Linked DNA regions of Mus musculus: regions 2, 3, 4, 5 and 6 are each linked to region 1. The links are chromatin contacts, called in public HiChIP or PLAC-seq and promoter capture Hi-C maps. All regions are on one chromosome and are shown on one strand. The core of a region is the stretch at or near the end of the contact, and the rest is flanking DNA. Distances in the headings are between cores, read along the strand shown. Region 1 holds the start of Eif4g2 (eukaryotic translation initiation factor 4, gamma 2). Region 2 holds the start of Ipo7 (importin 7). Region 3 holds the start of Akip1 (A kinase (PRKA) interacting protein 1). Region 4 holds the start of Mical2 (microtubule associated monooxygenase, calponin and LIM domain containing 2). Region 5 holds the start of Dennd5a (DENN/MADD domain containing 5A). Region 6 holds the start of Dkk3 (dickkopf WNT signaling pathway inhibitor 3).

Region 1 (2,700 bases), core at 43-2,542:
TTATAAAGCCATACAAGTTATATATACAAAGCAAAATCTCTTATATTGAAAAAAATTGCCCCTCTCCTAAAAAATGCTTTTCTTTTTTACACTTAACCCCCAAATAAAAATGGTTTTTACAGTTTTTAGTTTAAGTGAAAGTTTATTTAATAGCATTAATTCTAAGGCAAAGACCTAAGTTTACTAGAATTATAAACCTTCAAAGCCACACTTTTCAGCAGACTTAAATACTAAGGAAAGTACAATTGTCTGCTGAAAATTCTATTTAAGAACTAGGGCTTTCAACACCAAGACATGCCAAATTACGTTTGGGTCTTTGAAAACCCAGCTCTTGGGAATGAATTCCAAGCCATGACTGTTGAAAACACACGTGCTTTAGTTTAGTAACCCATCTTATTGAAAAAAAAAAATGCATGCTTAACAGAGATGGGACATTTCTCGTTTACATACCTTCATTTTTGGAAAGCTAAAATGTTGCATACTGTGGCATACATACATAACCCATCTTTTAAAATACCACCTGGAAGTATAGTTTGAAATGCTTCATTTTCCTATATAGCCCTTAAATAAAATGAAAGCACTGCGCTGCCCGTCTTTAATGTTTGTTAAAAATGAAGGAAAAACTTTAAAAAATGACTTTGCAATTTCCAAATGCCCGCGCTCTGCAAACACTTCTCAAGCCAGCCTAGTATACTGTCTGGGTCAAGCTCGGTGACAGCAGGCCGAGCATTTGAGTTAAAGCTGCCTCTAGCCTGGGATACAAAGCCCTTCCTTTGATCCTTTTCTCGTTACTCTGCAGATGGAGGACCAACAAACAGAACGCATTCCTATCGATGGGCACACGTCCCTCTCTTCAGCAAAGCTCCCAGACGCTAAACCGAGGCCAGGCCGCAAGGCCACGCCGAGCCCTCAGGACGCCAGGCCCGGGCGGGTCAGGGAGGAGAGGCGAGGAAAAGGTTCTTCTATGCAAGCATGAGGCTGGGACTCCGGAACAAAGCGCCGGCCCAGGAAGACCAGGCGGCCCGGCGGCGCACACTCACTGGGCTCCCGGCGCTACGCAAGAGTCCCGCAGCGCGCCGGCCCGCCGCCCTTACGCCACTGGCTTGGCCCCAGAGCCTTCGCGAATATGGCTTTGCGCACTGCGGCGAGGCTGCGCCGCAACCGAGCTTGCCCGCTGGCTCCTCCCCGCCGCCCTGCGCGGATTGGTAGCGGACGGAAGCCCGGCTGCTGATTGGATAGCGAAGGAGCCACTCGGGGAGGCTCTAGTGGGTCGGCCGCCTCAGAGTGATAAGTTGGGCTTCAGACACGCCTCAGCGCCAGCAGCGAGCCGGAGCTCTATGGAGGTGGCGGCGGGTACCAGGTGGCGGCTGCAGCAGCTACTCCTCTGAGCTGAGACTTTCAAGCCGGCCGCGTCTCCTTCCTCCCCCTTCCCTCCCCCTTTTTTGTTTTCCGTTCCCCTTCCCCCTCCCTTCCCCGTCCCCGACGACCGGATCCAGAGGAGGCAGCTGCGGTGGCAGCTGCTGAGTTCTCGGTGAAGGTGAGTGGAGTCGCCGCCGAGCGGAGCCCTCTAAGATGGCCGCCGCCCCTGGCCGCTTCTTGTCGAGTGGAACAAAATGGCGGCCGCAGGCGGAGCCGGGCGGGGCGGCCTTTCCTCTGCCTTTGGGCTACTTAGAAATCTATGGCCTCCGCGCTCCTTCCTGTGTCGACCGAAGAGCTAGGCTGACGTGCGGTCGAGTGGCGGGCGCAGCCGGGATCCTGACGTGGGATCCGGGAACAGCGTGCGAGCGTGGCAGGCCTCGCGCCTCGGCGGGAGGGACGCGGCCCGCGGCAGGGCCCGGCCGTTGGCGCGGGACCAGCGAGGCGGACGAGTCCGGAGCCCGGCCTCCCGGCGGGGAGGAGGTGTGTGGCCCTACTGCGGGATGTCCCACTCGGGCGACGCCAAGAGCGAGTCTCGGTCCCTTTGTGGGCCTTGGCAGCCGAGGCGCTGTCAGCCGGGGGATTTATGGTGGAGGCGGCGGGTGGGCAGGAGGCCGCCTTCCTGCGGGAGAACAAAGGGCCGGCCCGGAGGGGGCGCCTCCCGCCCAGGCCTGGGCCCTCGCTAGACGCCGCTCGGAAGCTGAGCCAGCCTGGGCCTGGGGGAGGAACTCGCTGCTCTTTTGTTCGCGCGGAGTGGGGCGGAGGTGCCTGCTGCCATGTTGTGTTGTGGCCCCGGCCTTCCGGCGGCTTTCCACACGCGCCCTGTGTAAAAGGAAGGGCTTATAAAGACGAGCGGAGGAAAAGCTGCCCAACACCGGGTAGTGAGGCTCTGGCCGGCCTGTCACCACCCCGGCCACCCATTTTAGTACCGCAGACATATCCCTTGTAGCACCGCCGGTCTTGATAGCATTTCTGTTTAATTTTAAAGGCCCCATAATACGGCTGCTTCCTAGGCAGCATCCAGATTTTTTTTCATTTTATTTTTCTCACAAAAGCTGTTCTTTGCATCCTTGAATACTAAGAGAATCCACGGGGCTAAACAGGTTTTATTGTGTATTTGTGGGTTTTGACTTCGTTCTATTTTAGTCTTCTGAGGGCTGCAATGCAGTGAAAGTTCAACCAGCTGCAGTGCTGGGAGCGGAAATAAATTATATTTGAAAGTTTATAGCTCAGTATGGCAGTACCTAATTTTGGTGTTTTCTCTCTTTCCAGGCTTTTCATTTC
Region 2 (2,700 bases), core at 66-2,565, 1.1 Mb after region 1:
CGGCTAAGATTTCTTTAAACAAGGGTTTCTTTTTGCATTAAAAAAAAAAAAAGATACTTATATGTGTGTATAAAGCGTGCATATACAATTTAGTATTTGTGTATATGCAGTATACATATATATGTATATGAACACACACACACCAAAACACTGAGACTCAAAGAGACCTTACAGAGGCCTTTTTATAAACCTATTAAATTCTTACTAATATATAAAATAGCCAAGTTCAGAAAAAAAGAACGCTGATGAAATCAGTACAATAGAATATCAATATAACAGTTTTCCAAGGGGCACTGCCCAAAACACGTGGAAGAGAAACCAACTCTCCACTAATGTTGCATATGAAAGCTCTATAGGCTCTAGATTATCTCACTTGACCATCACAGCAACCGTACGGCCTAATTTCATGAATGAGTACAACTCAGGATCTGGAGGTGAGACTTGCCCAAGGTCACTCACTCCAGAAATCATTGAGGCTGCTATACCTAGAAGGTCGCACTTTATCTGACCCGTTCCACTACATCATCCCGCCTCCCAACTGTGGTACTAGGACAGTACCAGAGCGGGGATCGCACAGTGTAACCCACACTACCCCTGCCCTACCAGATCTGAAATCTGTCCCTAGCACCTCGCCGGCGAGAAGAAAGTTGTACCGGACAGGCAGGTCACTGATCCGCCAAGAGCACACACAAGGCTGTCAGGCGCAGCCCCCAGTGGACTAGCTAGCCTCCCCAGGAACCCCGGCCGACCGGGCGCCGGAAAGACTGGTCTGGGACACATCTCTACACCCTCCCAGTTTGTCTCGCCCCCTCCCGAGAGCAAACTGGGAGACAGCCAGAGGGCGGCGGGCCACGGGAGCCGGCCATGTGTCCAGACCGTCACGCCCGCCTAGCTCGGCCGGCTCCACACGCCCAGACCCGGGCCAGAGGCCCACTCGGAAGCCGACCGAGTGGCGGCCTGGACGCCGCGTCCCCACAGTGGAGCCTGGCACGGCGGTCAGATCTCCGCCCAACCTCTCCAAATGGGCTCGTCGGAGCTGTGCTCCGCGTCTCCAGCCAGGCCTGGAAGTCTTGGCCTGCCGGCCCACAAGCCCGCAGCAGCCGCTAGCCGGCCGTCCTTACTTCATTGAGCTGGCGCTCAGCGGCCTCGCGCAGGGCTGGGTCCATGGTGCCCCGGAGGGCCTCGATGATGGTGTTGGGATCCATCGCCGCGCGGTCGGTCAGACCCGGGACACCGGTGCTACTGAGGCAGAAATAGCGCCACTCACTGCGCACATGGACCGGCCGCGCTCCGCAGCGGCAACCGGCGCGAAAGGAAAGAGAAGCGCCAAGGCCCCGGATAGAACCTTCTCGCCTCGGCGTGGAGGCGGGAGATGCTCCGGCCACTTCCTGTCAAGTCTCCGGCGGAGCACCCTGGGAAATGTAGTCCCCAAACGCGGACACGGCCCACGTGGCTGGCTCCCACTGTAGTCAGTGAAAGGGACAACGTTCAAACGCCACAAAGAGAAAAGTAAAATAGTTACAAAATTTTATATGATATCCCTAGAGAATCTCAAGAAGTGTGTGATGCAATACGTTGTTACTAACTGTATAATTAAAAGAAATTTCTGTTTTGTTTTTGTTTTGTTTTTTGGTTTTTTGAGACAGGGTTTCTCTGTATAGCTCTGGCTGTCCTGGAACTCACTTTGTAGACCAGGCTGGCCTCGAACTCAGAAATCCGCCTGCCTCTACCTCCCAAGTGCTGGGAGAGTGCTGGGATTAAAGATATGCGCCACCACGCCCAGCTCTGTTTTGTTTTTTGAGACAGGCTTTTGACCTGAACTTGTTGCAATACCACTGCCTGAGCCTCCCAGATGGAACTTTCTCAACAATGATTTGAGATGAGTTTCTAAATGCCATAAAAACTGCTCCACTTTGATTCATTAATCTCATTTTGTAAGACTTTATCCTATATATTGAAGTTGTGCCTTATTAATGAGTGTTCAAATCTCAGCTACGTCATTATATAAATTATTTCTAAATTCAGAATAAATGCATAATGTCCATTAAAACTCCCTGTGTATGGATATTTAAACCTCTAATTCAGTAGTTCTCATCTTGTGGGTCTGTGGATCGTGACCCCTTTGTTGAATATCAGCTATCCTCTGCATATCAGATATTTACAGTATAATTCATAGCAGTAGCAAAATTGCAGTTATAAAGTAGCAATGAAAATGCTACTATCATGGTTGGGAATCATCATAATATAAGTAACTATATTGAAGGATTGCAGCAGTGAAAATATTGAGAACTACTGTCATACATCTCAAATCATTTTACCTTTAGAAATCAAATCAATTTTCAATTAGAATCTAAGGGAAGCTATATACTGAGCTTCAGGCAGGCCTGAGCTACAATGTTTGAACCTGTCTCACAAAGGAGCAACAGGGAGCTGTAGAAATGACTCAGTGGTTAGGACCTTATGTTCTTGAAGAAAGCAGGAATTCAGTTCTCTGTGTACAACATACTGTCCTTAAATTTGTAATCCTGCTCCACCCCACAAGTGCTGTACTACCATACTTGATTATAAATTCTCATGAAATAAGAATATTTTGGCCGGGCGTGGTGGCGCATGCCTTTAATCCCAGCACTTGGAAGGCAGAGGCAGGTGAATTTCTGAGTTCGAGGCTAGCCTGGTCTACAGAGTGAGTTCCAGGACAGC
Region 3 (2,700 bases), core at 54-2,553, 1.4 Mb after region 1:
AGAGCTAAGGGTTGGGCACCTTTCTTCTCTCTGTTGTAATAAATGGCAAGTCATAGGTGAGACCTACAAATCCCCTACTGGAGAAGGACATCATTTGAGAAATAGCCCTTTTTCACTTTTAGGAAAGCTTCTGCAAGCTGAAACTGGTAAGAAGGATCTTGCTGAGAAAAAAAAAAAAAAATCCAACTCTGTAAACTAGATGTGCAATTTATCCAGGAACTAAAATAACTGGTTGGCTGGCTTTACTCACTATTGAGTAATGGGAAAGAACTGTTATTGTTGTTTATGATTTTTTGAGACAAGATCACATGTACACTAGGAAGACTTTGTACTTGATCCTTAGCCCCGACCTCCCAAGTTCTGGCACCACACTAAGAATTGTATTTATTTACTTTAGACAGGGTTTCACTAGGTAACACACGATGGCTTGAAACTTGCTATGTAGAACAGGCTAATCTCGAACTCAAGAGATCTGTCTGCTTCTGCCTCCTGGATGCTGAGATTAATGGTGTGCACCACCACACCCGGTAAGAAATTTTATGTTATAAGTAAGCAGAATACTACTATTCTTTTGTTATTCAAAAAGAATTGGGTCACACCGTGCTTGTACACAACCTCTTTAATACTAGTACCTAAATCGTAGGCAAGAGTTCAAGGCCAGCCTGGGCTATACGAGACCGTGTCAAAAGCAGTTTCCAAACAACGTTTCCACTTTTGCTCCAATGCGTTACATCTTCTGGACATGGGAGGCTTCCTCCCGCCCAGTGGCGGCGGAGAATGACTAGACAGTCCCCCAGCTCCCGGCCTCACCTCTCCTAGGAGGCGCTGGGAACCAGGGACCGACCATCTTTCCTGGTAGGGGCCCTGGCGGTAAAGGACCCCCACGTTGCCTCTGGATCGCTCTGGAGAATGCCAGTCCACTGCCCTCCTCTTGGCGCGCTCCAATACTTCCCTCCCCAGCCGAGCAGAGCGCTGGAGCGAGCGCCGGTCCACTCCGTTCAGCGCCGCGGCCGCCAGACAGTATTCCATGTCTCCCTGGACACATACACAGACAAGTCAACTAGGCCCGGATCCGGGCGGCAACTTCCCCGCGACCCCAACTCCCCCTTCGCCTGCATCGCGCAATCCAAGTGGGGAGGAACTAGCAGGCAGGACCCCTGCCCCTTGCACTTCCGCCTCTCAGACCCTGGGTACAGCCCCTCACCCGGCCTGCTTCTCCGGGCGCACGCGCATAGCGCTCACACGGACACGCCTTCCGTGTTCCCGCGGCCCTTCTTTCGCGCCAGTTGCCAAGCTAACTGCTGCGCGCCGTGGGCGGGGCCTGGCGATGGGCGGAGCCGGTGTGGGCGGGGCCGGGTCGAGGGGCACGTGGGCCCAGCCTTAATCAGCTTCAGACGCGAAGCGGGCGCTTGTTGTCGTTCGAGGACTTTCTTGCCGCGACAGGTCAGTGTGGATCCCGTGACTCGTTGCGCTAAAAACATTTGTGAGAGTAGGTGCATGCGGACCGTATTCAGGGGTCTCGCCACTCCAGAACCACTTTTGTGTGAGGAGGTGATGAGGCTAGCGGACCAACGCGACTGAGGAGGTAGTGCTGGGGAAAGGGCATTCTGTCAGAAGAACTCTCAAGGCTGGGGATGGAGGCCAGACGGAGGTCTTGGAACTGTGGGTGAGGGGACTGGTAAGACTCCAGGGGATGGCAGGTATTTCTTGGCAGGTTGGTAGAGGATGTAGTGGAGTGGTGAGTGGGGAATCCCGTCATTCCCTTCCTGCAGCTTCCTCATTCCTCCCTTGGAAGAACAGATTCACACAATTTTGTTGGAGGTTTATTTGTTTGTTTGTTTTTGACAGTCTCACTGTGCAAACCCTCACTATGTAGACCAGGCTGGCTTTCAGTCTCTTTGGTCCTGGGATCTGGACCTACCATTCAAGCATCAATCGTATCACTTTTTAAAGTAAGAAATGGATCAGATACCTTTCAGAACACCATGGGGCTATGGTGAAAGCCCTGGGTCTCAGCGGGAGTGACACCCCCTGGTGAGCAGCAGGGCGTGAATGGGGAGAAAGTTCCACTTTAAGGAACATTGCTCAGTGCGGGGTGGGTCCCTCACAGGACACAAAGGAATTCTCAGTCCTTAAGTAGTGTGAATAGAGAAACATTTGCCCACAAACCTAGCTACCTGAGATTCCTTGAAATCCATGCCAGAAGCCAGGATCTGTAGTGTGCATCTGTCAGCCCTACCCTGCAACAGTGACATAAGAGGTGAGGACAGGAAATTGGCTAGAACTCCTGGACTAGACACCTTGAATTATATAGTCTAGCAGTAGCAACAAGCAAGACCCTGCCTTACACATGGCAGAAGGTGAGAACGGACTCCCAAAAGTTGTCCTCAGACCTCCATACACTTTCTTTGGCACACATGTACTACATTCACACACATAAAAAATGAGTAAAAAGTAGTCTAGTTCTTATTGATGAATGATTCTCACTTCAACTTCAGGATCTAGGTAGCCTCTATTCTGATTGACATCCCCATAAATTTGCCTTTTTCTGGCGATTCATACAAATAAAATCATATGGTATGTGGCCCTTTGGACCGGTCTCTTTCATTTAGATTACTTTGAGGCTTGTCTGAGTTATAGTATATAGTACATTGTCATCCCTTTTTATGGATAAATAATATTCCATTATATGAATATACT
Region 4 (2,700 bases), core at 181-2,680, 1.1 Mb before region 1:
CAGGGGCTCCAGACACATGCGCCCAGAGCTCCTTCCCACTGCCACAGGACAACTGGTGGGAAGCAGGCACAGAGTCAGGACTGCTTTCCGGATCCCTAAAACAGAGAGGACACAACACAAGCTTTTGGGGGAGAAACTACTGGGATCCAACCTGTGCCCTCTTCCTTGTGCCTGAAGAAGGCAGCACTGATCACCTTTGAAACCCCTGGGACATGAACAGGGGCTATCCTGGTGTCCCACGCTTTAGGTCCACTGCCCCCACCCCCACCCCTCGCGGAGATTGCTGGCACGCAGAGGACACAGGTACCTGAGAACTCAGGAGGCAAATGCGGAAGGCCAATTGACCTCCAGCTTTCTTCTCTCCGGGTCTATCCATAAGGGCTACTGACTTTATCCTCCCACTAAACCACCTAAGACATAGTGGACAGCGAAAGGCCTTGCAAACGAGAGCTCTTTCCGCTTTAGAAACCCAGGCCCAGAATAAACAATGTGGAAGGAGACAGGAGAGTACTCTGGTTTCAACACGCCTCTTCCCGGTCCAGTACAGGCCCTTCCCAGCTCCGCCGGTGAGGGTGAGGCTAAGACTGAGGCTGGCCTGGGATAAATTAACCCCGCCCTCTCCGAACAGCTGCAGCAGGCAGAGGCTGCAAGGGAGACCCCAGCCCAGGGCCAGCTAGCCACTGACAGAGCAGGACACGAGGGTAGGATGCTCCTGGGCAGGGACAAGCACAGGCTGTCAGGGGTCCCAAGCTAGAGGGAACAGCAGCGCAGGACCCTCGGAGCGTCGCCACCGGCCAAGCAACCAGCCCGAGTTCCAGCCCGCCGCTGGCCAGGCCACTGACATTTGGCCCAACTTCCTGTTATCAAGGAGGGAGGAGAAGAAAGGAAGCAGAAAAATATAATAATAAAATAAAAATAAGCAAGGCGCTCTGTTAGAGGATGGGAAAGGTACGGGAGCCTAGATCGCACAGAGCAAAGTTTGGGGACGTTCCCCTGAACGATGACAGGCGACCCTGCTGCTGAAGGGCGCCTACTATGCGCGTGTGTTGGGTTTTCTGAGGTTAGAATGACAGTTTTGATTGGTGAAGAGCCCACGGCGCACCCCGCAGGTGGGTCTGAGATCCCGGACGGAACTGCCGCACCTGACCCTCCGGGGCGTCCAGTAGGGCGCGGAGTCCAGCCGGGACTGGCACAGTCCCCACCCGCTCCCGCACACCCCGGAGCCTTCTCCCACTCCGTCTTACCCAAGGTCTCGCGGGCCTCCAGGCCTCAGGTCAACACCTGCCTTTCTTGTCCTCTGTCTGAGGGCGCAGAAATCCGGGACCCAGCGGGCCGCCTGCCGAGCCCGGAGCTAGCGAGGCGGCCCGGCGCAGGCTGAGCCGGCCGGGTGCCTGCGGTTCTGTGAGCCGCGGAGGATCCGATTGGGACACGCCTCCATCGAGGTTCGGCCAATGACAGGGCCTCCGAAGGCGAGGCTCCACCCCATGCTTGAGACGCGCGACCAATGGTCATGCAGCGCGGAACCCACCCCAGCGCCCTCCCAGTTAGTACCAGGCTGGGGGTTGCTGTCACCATTGCAGCTTCGGACGCACGTGGGCTGAAGCCCTGCCCTAGCCGCTCCCACCCTGGCCACAGGTCGAAGACCCAGCCCTGGGCTGCTATGAGACGAACACCCGGCCTTGGTGTTCTGGTGTCCAGGGAGAGGGGAAAGCTGGGCCTCCCGAAGCTTTGCCTAGGCAGCTGGAAAGACAGCCTCACTGTCCCTTCTGGACTGGAGGGAACAGCAAAGGACTTCTAGGACTGCCTGGCCTTCTTGGGCCCTCATTTCTTGCTTTTCTGCATGCAATCTTCCTTGCTTGGGTCTTCTCTTGAACTGGCCTTGCTTGGGCTAAAGCTGTGGGAAATGGGGTAGTGACACAGACCAATCGCACTGACTGGGTCGCTCGCACTTTCTCTTTCTTGGCTGTCGAATGGCTAACCCCTGTTTCTGATCGCTTTCATGAATGACCATGCCTCTCACAGTTTCAGCGAAAATTCTGAATGAATGGTTCGGGCTCGAAGTCCTGAGAAATTCATACGGACACTGCGACAGCAGTGAAAATAGGATTCAAGTGGACTGACTCACCCCTGGGGCCCGCAGCCCATCATTCAGCTTGGCCCAATGCAGAGTCCATAAATGTTCTTGAAACTGAGCTGACCCAGCGGGAGGAAAGCAGGCAGGCTTGGGCGGCGAAGGCAAACAGTACCATGACTCCAGGCTGCTGGAATTCCCCGGGTACCACCCTCTGGAGAGCATGCCCCTTGGCCAGGCAAGTGCAGGCAGCAATTCCTCCACCCCCAAACCTGGGGCCCGTCTTTTTCTATACTCTTTGCGTTTCCATCATCCAGGCCTTGGGGTTTCTCAGAGTTTGCCTCTCAGCGTCCTTAGGATTCACTCCACTTCTGTGGATGCGTTTTTATACCTGGTACTCAACCCCACTCAGTCTGCAAAACTCATCACTGACTCTAAGAGGGACAGTACTTGACTCTGGTGGGACTCTAACCATGTCACCACCAATCAATGAACACCTTCCATGCATCATCTCATTTAAACCCAGACCTAGAGATTGATCTTTTCAATATCCTCATCCCCTTTCACAGATGGGGGAACTGAGATCTGTAATACAGAGTCATTTACCAAGACCGTGTGCATATTAACGT
Region 5 (2,700 bases), core at 111-2,610, 1.1 Mb after region 1:
AGCCCAGGTTCAGCCCTTGGGGAAGCCAATTGCCTTCTATAGTCCTTAGCTGGCTGCCTGCCAGAGCAAACCTGGCGCACACTATTCTGTAACAACAATGACAATGTATATAATATTTATGGAGTGCCTTCTATGTTCTGGGTATAATCCTCACCACTTTACCTATACATGCATTTATTTTGTACTTTGACAAAAATCATGCCTGTTGGCACCTAGAAATTACATAAGTAAGTTGCCAATATCATATTGTACATTATAAGTCAGAATTCAAACTGGGGGACTGTTTCTAGAGCCCATGCTAGCAGCCACTACAGTTTCTCTTCCTTGGCCTCTGATGTTACAGTACAGACCCACCTGAGCCTGGTGTGATGATGCAGGCCTTTAAGCCCAGCACTGAGCAGGCAGAAGAAAGAGTATTGCATCAGGGTAATACAGGTACATAGCAAGTTCTGGGTCAGACAGGTCTATAAGTGAGACCCTATCCAAAAAAACCAAATCAAATCAATCAACCAACCAACCACCAAAAGAAGACACATCTGGCTAGCTTCTGTAGAAAATGAAGTCAGAGGGTCTGTTCTTTAGACAAGAGACAAGGACCAGGAGGTTTCACCTGTTCAGCCACCCTTTCTCTTCTACAAGCAAATTCTCACTAGAAGGAAGAAAGGAATGAATGAATGAATGAATGAATGAATGAAGGGTGATGGATAGATGGATGAATGGACAGAGAATTCTGTGAGCATGAAAAGAACTAAGTGAAGGGGGAGGGAGACTTCTGGGGCTTCATGAAAGGGGGAGAGTTTGGTGCATGGAAGAAGCCCTGCTTGTGGGGTGCGGGGCAGTGAGCTAGCGCAGGATTCAAGCGTAGGGTTGTTTCTTGCATTTTTTGAGCCTCAGTTTCCCTATCTGCAAATTAAAGGTAAATAGAAGATAAGCTGACCCACTCTCTCCAAAGAACAGAGTTTCCTCAGATCTATTGGGGAAAGCTGACACTGAGGAGAGGTGACAAGGAGAAGCTGCTCTGTGGTGACAGTATAGGAGCAGGATTCGGTGGGCTTCACAGTTCAGCCCTGCAGCTCTTATGCCGGTGACACGGCCAGCACGAGCCACCATGGCCCACTCTTTCCGCACACCGCATCCGATTTCTCTAAAGGGTGTCGCAGTCGCGTGGAGGTGGCTGCAGTCGCGGGATCCCAGCAGCTGACCGCTGGCCACTCTGTGGTGGCTGCTCTGGAAGCCCAGGCCCCCGGGGCCCAAAGAGCATCACGTCATCCTTTGCGCCCGACGACCGCCCCTCCCCGACCGCGCGTGCGCACGCGGTGGCGGCGGGTGGGGGGCCGCGGTGGGGCGGGCGGCCGCTCTCCGCCCTTCCTCAGGCTTGCTCAGGCCGCGGTGCAGAGGACAGCGTCCAGGATGCGGCGCGGGGTGGCCCGGCGCCCCCCTGCCCCGGCACGGCAGCGGCGGCCGCTAGGACCCGGCGAGGCCCGGGGGCGGCGGCCGGAGCCTCGGTAGCGGCGGCGGAGGGAGCGGCGGCTGAGGGCGGGCGGGCGGCCGGGGGCGGGGGCTCGGCTCCGCGCGGCTTGCCCCGCTCGGCCCGGAGCCATGAGCGGCGGCGGCGGCGGAGGGGGCTCGGCGCCCAGTCGCTTCGCCGACTATTTTGTCATCTGCGGGCTGGACACCGAGACCGGGCTGGAGCCGGACGAGCTGTCGGGTGAGTGCGCGCGAGCCCGGGCTAGGGCCCGCGGGGCCCGCTTTGTCCCGGGAGCCCAGTGAGGGTCGGGCGAGCAGACGGGACGCGGGTCCCGCGGGCCTGCTGCCCCCCGCGCGGTGGTCGCCGCGTCGGCAACCTGGGGAGACGCGGACGCTGGGTGCGCTCAGAGGTCGAGGGGCTTAGTCCACAATGAAGGGAAGCTTGCCTTCTAGCACCCTTTTGGGAGGAAAGAAGTTAGCCCACTTCCTAGTGAGAGTTAGTCCCACCCAGACTTTTCAAAAGAGCAAAACAAAAACTTGATGAGTTTATTTGGCCTCTTCCCAAGAAGCCGGCGAGACCAGTTCCTCAAAACCGTTATAACTCACTCCTGAGCAGGCCAGGCCCGGGCTTTTCCTTCACAGTTCTGCCCCTCTTGATCGGACGTGAAGTGACAAATTGAACCGGGTTACACCAAGAACGGGTTCTCTCTTGGCGCTAGAAAAGAACTTGTACCCAGGGCCATGCTTTTGTTGTTGTTGTTGTTGTTGTTTGTTTTTTAAGTTAATGTCCTTTACCAGGCGAGGGTCATTTGTGAATGAAGGCAGCGCGTCCCAGTTGGACAGGTTGTGCAGTGTTGTGATGCCTCTCAAGTTATCTTTCGAAGAGGAAGTGATGGGGGAGTGACAGTGAGGCCCTGATGAGATTTGGCACCCATTGCTTGAAGGTGTAAGAATTATAAAATCCCCGGTGAATTCCTGCGCGCCCACATTGGAGTTGCAACAGTTTTGAAAAGTTTTTGGGTGGCCAGTAAGCAGGTTTCAGTGGTTGGAGGCTTGTCGTGTTAGACTTTAAAGTTATGTCATGCTGATTCGATGAGGGAAACTCCTCTCCCCCTTTCTGTCACGATGTGGTAGTCATTGAACACCGTACAGTTTCTCTATTGAAAGTGATCATCCAGTCTTGGATTTTTTTTTTTTTGTCACTCCAGTTTGTTTGTTTGTTTCTCCTCCGAT
Region 6 (2,700 bases), core at 134-2,633, 1.1 Mb before region 1:
AATAAATAAATAAATAAATAAATGGATAATGCTTGTCACTATCCACGTCACCGTAGTGCTGTACCAGCAGCTATTGCTCTAACCACCCCACCCCACTTCGTTTCTCAGGGATCAGGTGTGTAGGCCTGGAGCCCTGCAGATACAACCAAGCTCCTGGTTCCTCGTGGGTGGCAGGGGAGGGGCTGGTGAAGAGACTCCAGTGAGTCTGTGACCTGTGCTAGCTACCCCAGAGGACAGATGAGGCATGTTCCAGTTTGGCTTTCTGTTGCTGTGATAAAGATCATGATTAAAAGCCACTCAGGGAGGAAAGGGTTCATTGCGTCTTACAGGTTTATACTCCAGCATCAAGGAAGCCAGGCCTGGAGCTCAGGACGTGAGGTAGAGCCAATGGAGGAAGGTCACTGTCTTTTGCTCTTCTGGCTTGCTCAGCCACTTTTCTTACACAGCCTTGGCTCAACTGCCTGTTGGTGGTATCACCCCTAGTGGCTGGGATCGCCTACATCAATTAGCAGTTAAGAAAATGCTGCAACGGACAGACCAAACCAATGGAGGCAGTTTCTCAGCTGAGGTGTTTTTTCCCCACGTGGCTCTAGTTTGTGTCAAGTTGACAAAAAATTAGCCAGCACAGGGAAGAAATGAGAAAAAGATCAGGAGATGCGGAGAGGGGGGAGGGGAGGGGAGGGGAGGGGAGGGGAGGGGAGGGGAGGGGAGAGAGAGATGTCAGGGAAACTGATGAGGAAGAATCAGGATAGATAAAGAAGTGGGAGAAGGGTTTTCGGAAACACTTTTTAAAAAAATTTTTAATTTAATTTAATTTTTTAGTACCCCTTTTCTAGGCACTGAAGAGATAACTGTCAATAGACCAGGTTGCTATCTCAGGTACACAGCCCATTTTCAAGCCCTGACCCCTCTTCATGAATCGTGCGTATTAAGTAGGAATTACATGTACAGCTGTAGCCTGCAGCATACATCAAGCTACGTTACAGACCATACTAGTTTGGCAGTACTGGGACTGTTGGTGTCCATCCTAGCTACTTTGCTATGTCGCCTGTCTAGGGACTTGCTGACATTCTGTTGACCCATTCTCATGGCCAAAAGTGGATTTTCCTGGCTGGGTACTGTCTAGACTACCTTGTAATGGCTGAGGGGCTGGGATTCCATCCCTTAGGACTGCGTCCAAGGCAGAGGCAGGCTTAGAGCTAGCAAGGTGAGACTCAAGAAGGCTGTAAAATGTAGTAGAAGCCTGGGCTATCGCGGAGGTAGGGGGCTGCCAGGAAGAGGATAGATTCCTGCAGACTGGCCCTCCCAGGATTTAGAGGCTGGAGTGAGCTGAGGTCGCAGACGGCCTGGAGAGCGATTGGCTGTGCGACCGCCCCTCCCGCCGGGCGGAGGCGTGGTGGACTGGGGGGGCGCAGGCTGCAGGCTTTCTGGATACAGGCGCTTTTGCATCCTAGCCGCACACAGTGCCTCTCCAGCTGCTCTGTGGCAGCCCAGCTACCGGTCGTGACCAGATCCAGCTTGCAGCTCAGCTTTGTTCATTCGAATTGGGTGAGCGGTGGTCATCGTCGTGGAGATAGCCCAGCTGGGTCTCCCTTAGTTAGAGATGGGGGGCTCCATGCATTTGCATCGCGATGGGAGGAGGATGAACTGGGAGGAGGGCTCTGCTGATCTCTGCTTGGGGCTAGGAGAGGCTTGAGCCTGTGTCAGGGTCCAAGAGATCCCAGTAATAGAATTGATGGGGAAATAGTAAAGGAAGGGACGGGACTCGAACCCGTAGTCCAGATAATGTCTCCTGATTCGGGCAAGTGGTCTGCTATTAAGAGTAGAAGACTTGAGTTCCTTGGTTCCGGAGCTGGGGTTTCCATAAGCGTGTCAAGTGGAGCTCTTCCTGGGTACTAGAACGGGGTTTGGGGGCTTAGAGTGCAGAGGGCACCCAGGCTGGAGAGGAGTAGTGGTCACCACTGTTTCCAGCAGGGATTGAGTCTGGGAGGGGGCTGGGTATCGCTCCATCTGGGGGCGGGCAGAGCAGCGGGGCGGGGCGGGACGGGCAAGAGGGGTGGTCCTGCAGTCTTTGATAGCTTTCCGGGACACACAGGCGGCGGCCAGCGCGGAACAAACATGCAGCGGCTCGGGGGTATTTTGCTGTGTACACTGCTGGCGGCGGCGGTCCCCACTGCTCCTGCTCCTTCCCCGACGGTCACTTGGACTCCGGCGGAGCCGGGCCCAGCTCTCAACTACCCTCAGGAGGAAGCTACGCTCAATGAGATGTTTCGAGAGGTGGAGGAGCTGATGGAAGACACTCAGCACAAACTGCGCAGTGCCGTGGAGGAGGTGGGTGCACCCTGAGGGCGCCTGGCTCTGAAAGTGCGAGAATGAGAAAGGGAGTGGGCCGGGGGCTTGGCGGGGGTGGGGTGGGGGGGATATTTCTAGCGATGGTTGCAGCACTGGCCAAAGACTTGGCTTTGTGCAGAGCTGGAAAAAAGGCCTGACAGCAGACGTGGAGTGCCCTGAGTGCAGCGCTGGGTGATTCTTACTCTCAGCCGGTTCTGTCTGCCTGCCGAAAGTCTGAATGCATCCCTGTCCAGCAAGGGAGGTTTGGTGGAATTCTTCCTAAGGAGCAGGAGCCACTGTGTCGCAGCTGGCTGTCCCCTGTTGGAGCTGAGCTGAGGTTGGGGCCACTCGGGTGTCTCAGCGCAATGG

What was found. Promoter capture Hi-C pulls out the DNA fragments that hold promoters and counts their contacts. HiChIP or PLAC-seq counts read pairs in DNA pulled down with a chosen protein or histone mark. Capture Hi-C pulls out chosen DNA fragments and counts their contacts.
Region 2: a promoter capture Hi-C map of liver shows a contact between it and region 1, with 4 times the contacts expected there. The contact joins the promoter of Ipo7 here to the promoter of Eif4g2 in region 1. A contact is called at or near these places in 11 of 39 promoter capture datasets (the C10 cell line, the HPC-7 cell line, cranial neural crest and 8 more), 1 of 484 Hi-C or Micro-C datasets (differentiating embryonic stem cells), 4 of 115 datasets of contacts at active chromatin or transcription factors (astrocytes, embryonic stem cells, forebrain and 1 more) and 2 of 9 other capture datasets (adipose tissue and liver).
Region 3: a contact with region 1 is called in a promoter capture Hi-C map of pre-B cells. The contact joins the promoter of Akip1 here to the promoter of Eif4g2 in region 1. A contact is called at or near these places in 5 of 39 promoter capture datasets (hematopoietic stem and progenitor cells, liver, neural stem cells and 1 more) and 1 of 115 datasets of contacts at active chromatin or transcription factors (the 230-238 cell line).
Region 4: an H3K27ac HiChIP or PLAC-seq map of embryonic stem cells shows a contact between it and region 1, with 6 times the contacts expected there. The contact joins the promoter of Mical2 here to the promoter of Eif4g2 in region 1. A contact is called at or near these places in 2 of 115 datasets of contacts at active chromatin or transcription factors (embryonic stem cells and pancreatic cancer cells) and 2 of 9 other capture datasets (adipose tissue and liver).
Region 5: a contact with region 1 is called in a promoter capture Hi-C map of pre-B cells. The contact joins the promoter of Dennd5a here to the promoter of Eif4g2 in region 1. A contact is called at or near these places in 3 of 39 promoter capture datasets (hippocampal neurons, liver and pre-B cells), 1 of 115 datasets of contacts at active chromatin or transcription factors (large pre-B cells) and 2 of 9 other capture datasets (adipose tissue and liver).
Region 6: a contact with region 1 is called in a promoter capture Hi-C map of neural stem cells. The contact joins the promoter of Dkk3 here to the promoter of Eif4g2 in region 1. A contact is called at or near these places in 5 of 39 promoter capture datasets (the 3T3-L1 cell line, 3T3-L1-derived adipocytes, hippocampal neurons and 1 more) and 1 of 115 datasets of contacts at active chromatin or transcription factors (astrocytes).

What each region holds. Positions count from the first base shown.
Region 1 is chr7:111,081,622-111,084,321 of GRCm38.p6, reverse strand. Eif4g2 (eukaryotic translation initiation factor 4, gamma 2) reads left to right here and starts at 1,292. Exons shown (of 22, transcript NM_013507.3): 1 at 1,292-1,537; 2 at 2,689-2,700.
Region 2 is chr7:110,016,930-110,019,629 of GRCm38.p6, reverse strand. Ipo7 (importin 7) reads right to left here and starts at 1,315. Exons shown (of 25, transcript NM_181517.5): 1 at 1,122-1,315. The coding sequence starts at 1,205.
Region 3 is chr7:109,702,281-109,704,980 of GRCm38.p6, reverse strand. Akip1 (A kinase (PRKA) interacting protein 1) reads right to left here and starts at 1,303. Exons shown (of 6, transcript NM_020616.2): 1 at 1,205-1,303; 2 at 811-1,035; 3 at 1-30. The coding sequence starts at 1,029. It also overlaps a transcript of Denn2b not described here.
Region 4 is chr7:112,224,566-112,227,265 of GRCm38.p6, reverse strand. Mical2 (microtubule associated monooxygenase, calponin and LIM domain containing 2) reads right to left here and starts at 1,430. Exons shown (of 26, transcript NM_001193305.1): 1 at 1,245-1,430.
Region 5 is chr7:109,959,082-109,961,781 of GRCm38.p6, reverse strand. Dennd5a (DENN/MADD domain containing 5A) reads left to right here and starts at 1,360. Exons shown (of 23, transcript NM_021494.1): 1 at 1,360-1,708. The coding sequence starts at 1,600.
Region 6 is chr7:112,157,814-112,160,513 of GRCm38.p6, reverse strand. Dkk3 (dickkopf WNT signaling pathway inhibitor 3) reads left to right here and starts at 1,383. Exons shown (of 8, transcript NM_015814.3): 1 at 1,383-1,548; 2 at 2,096-2,331. The coding sequence starts at 2,119.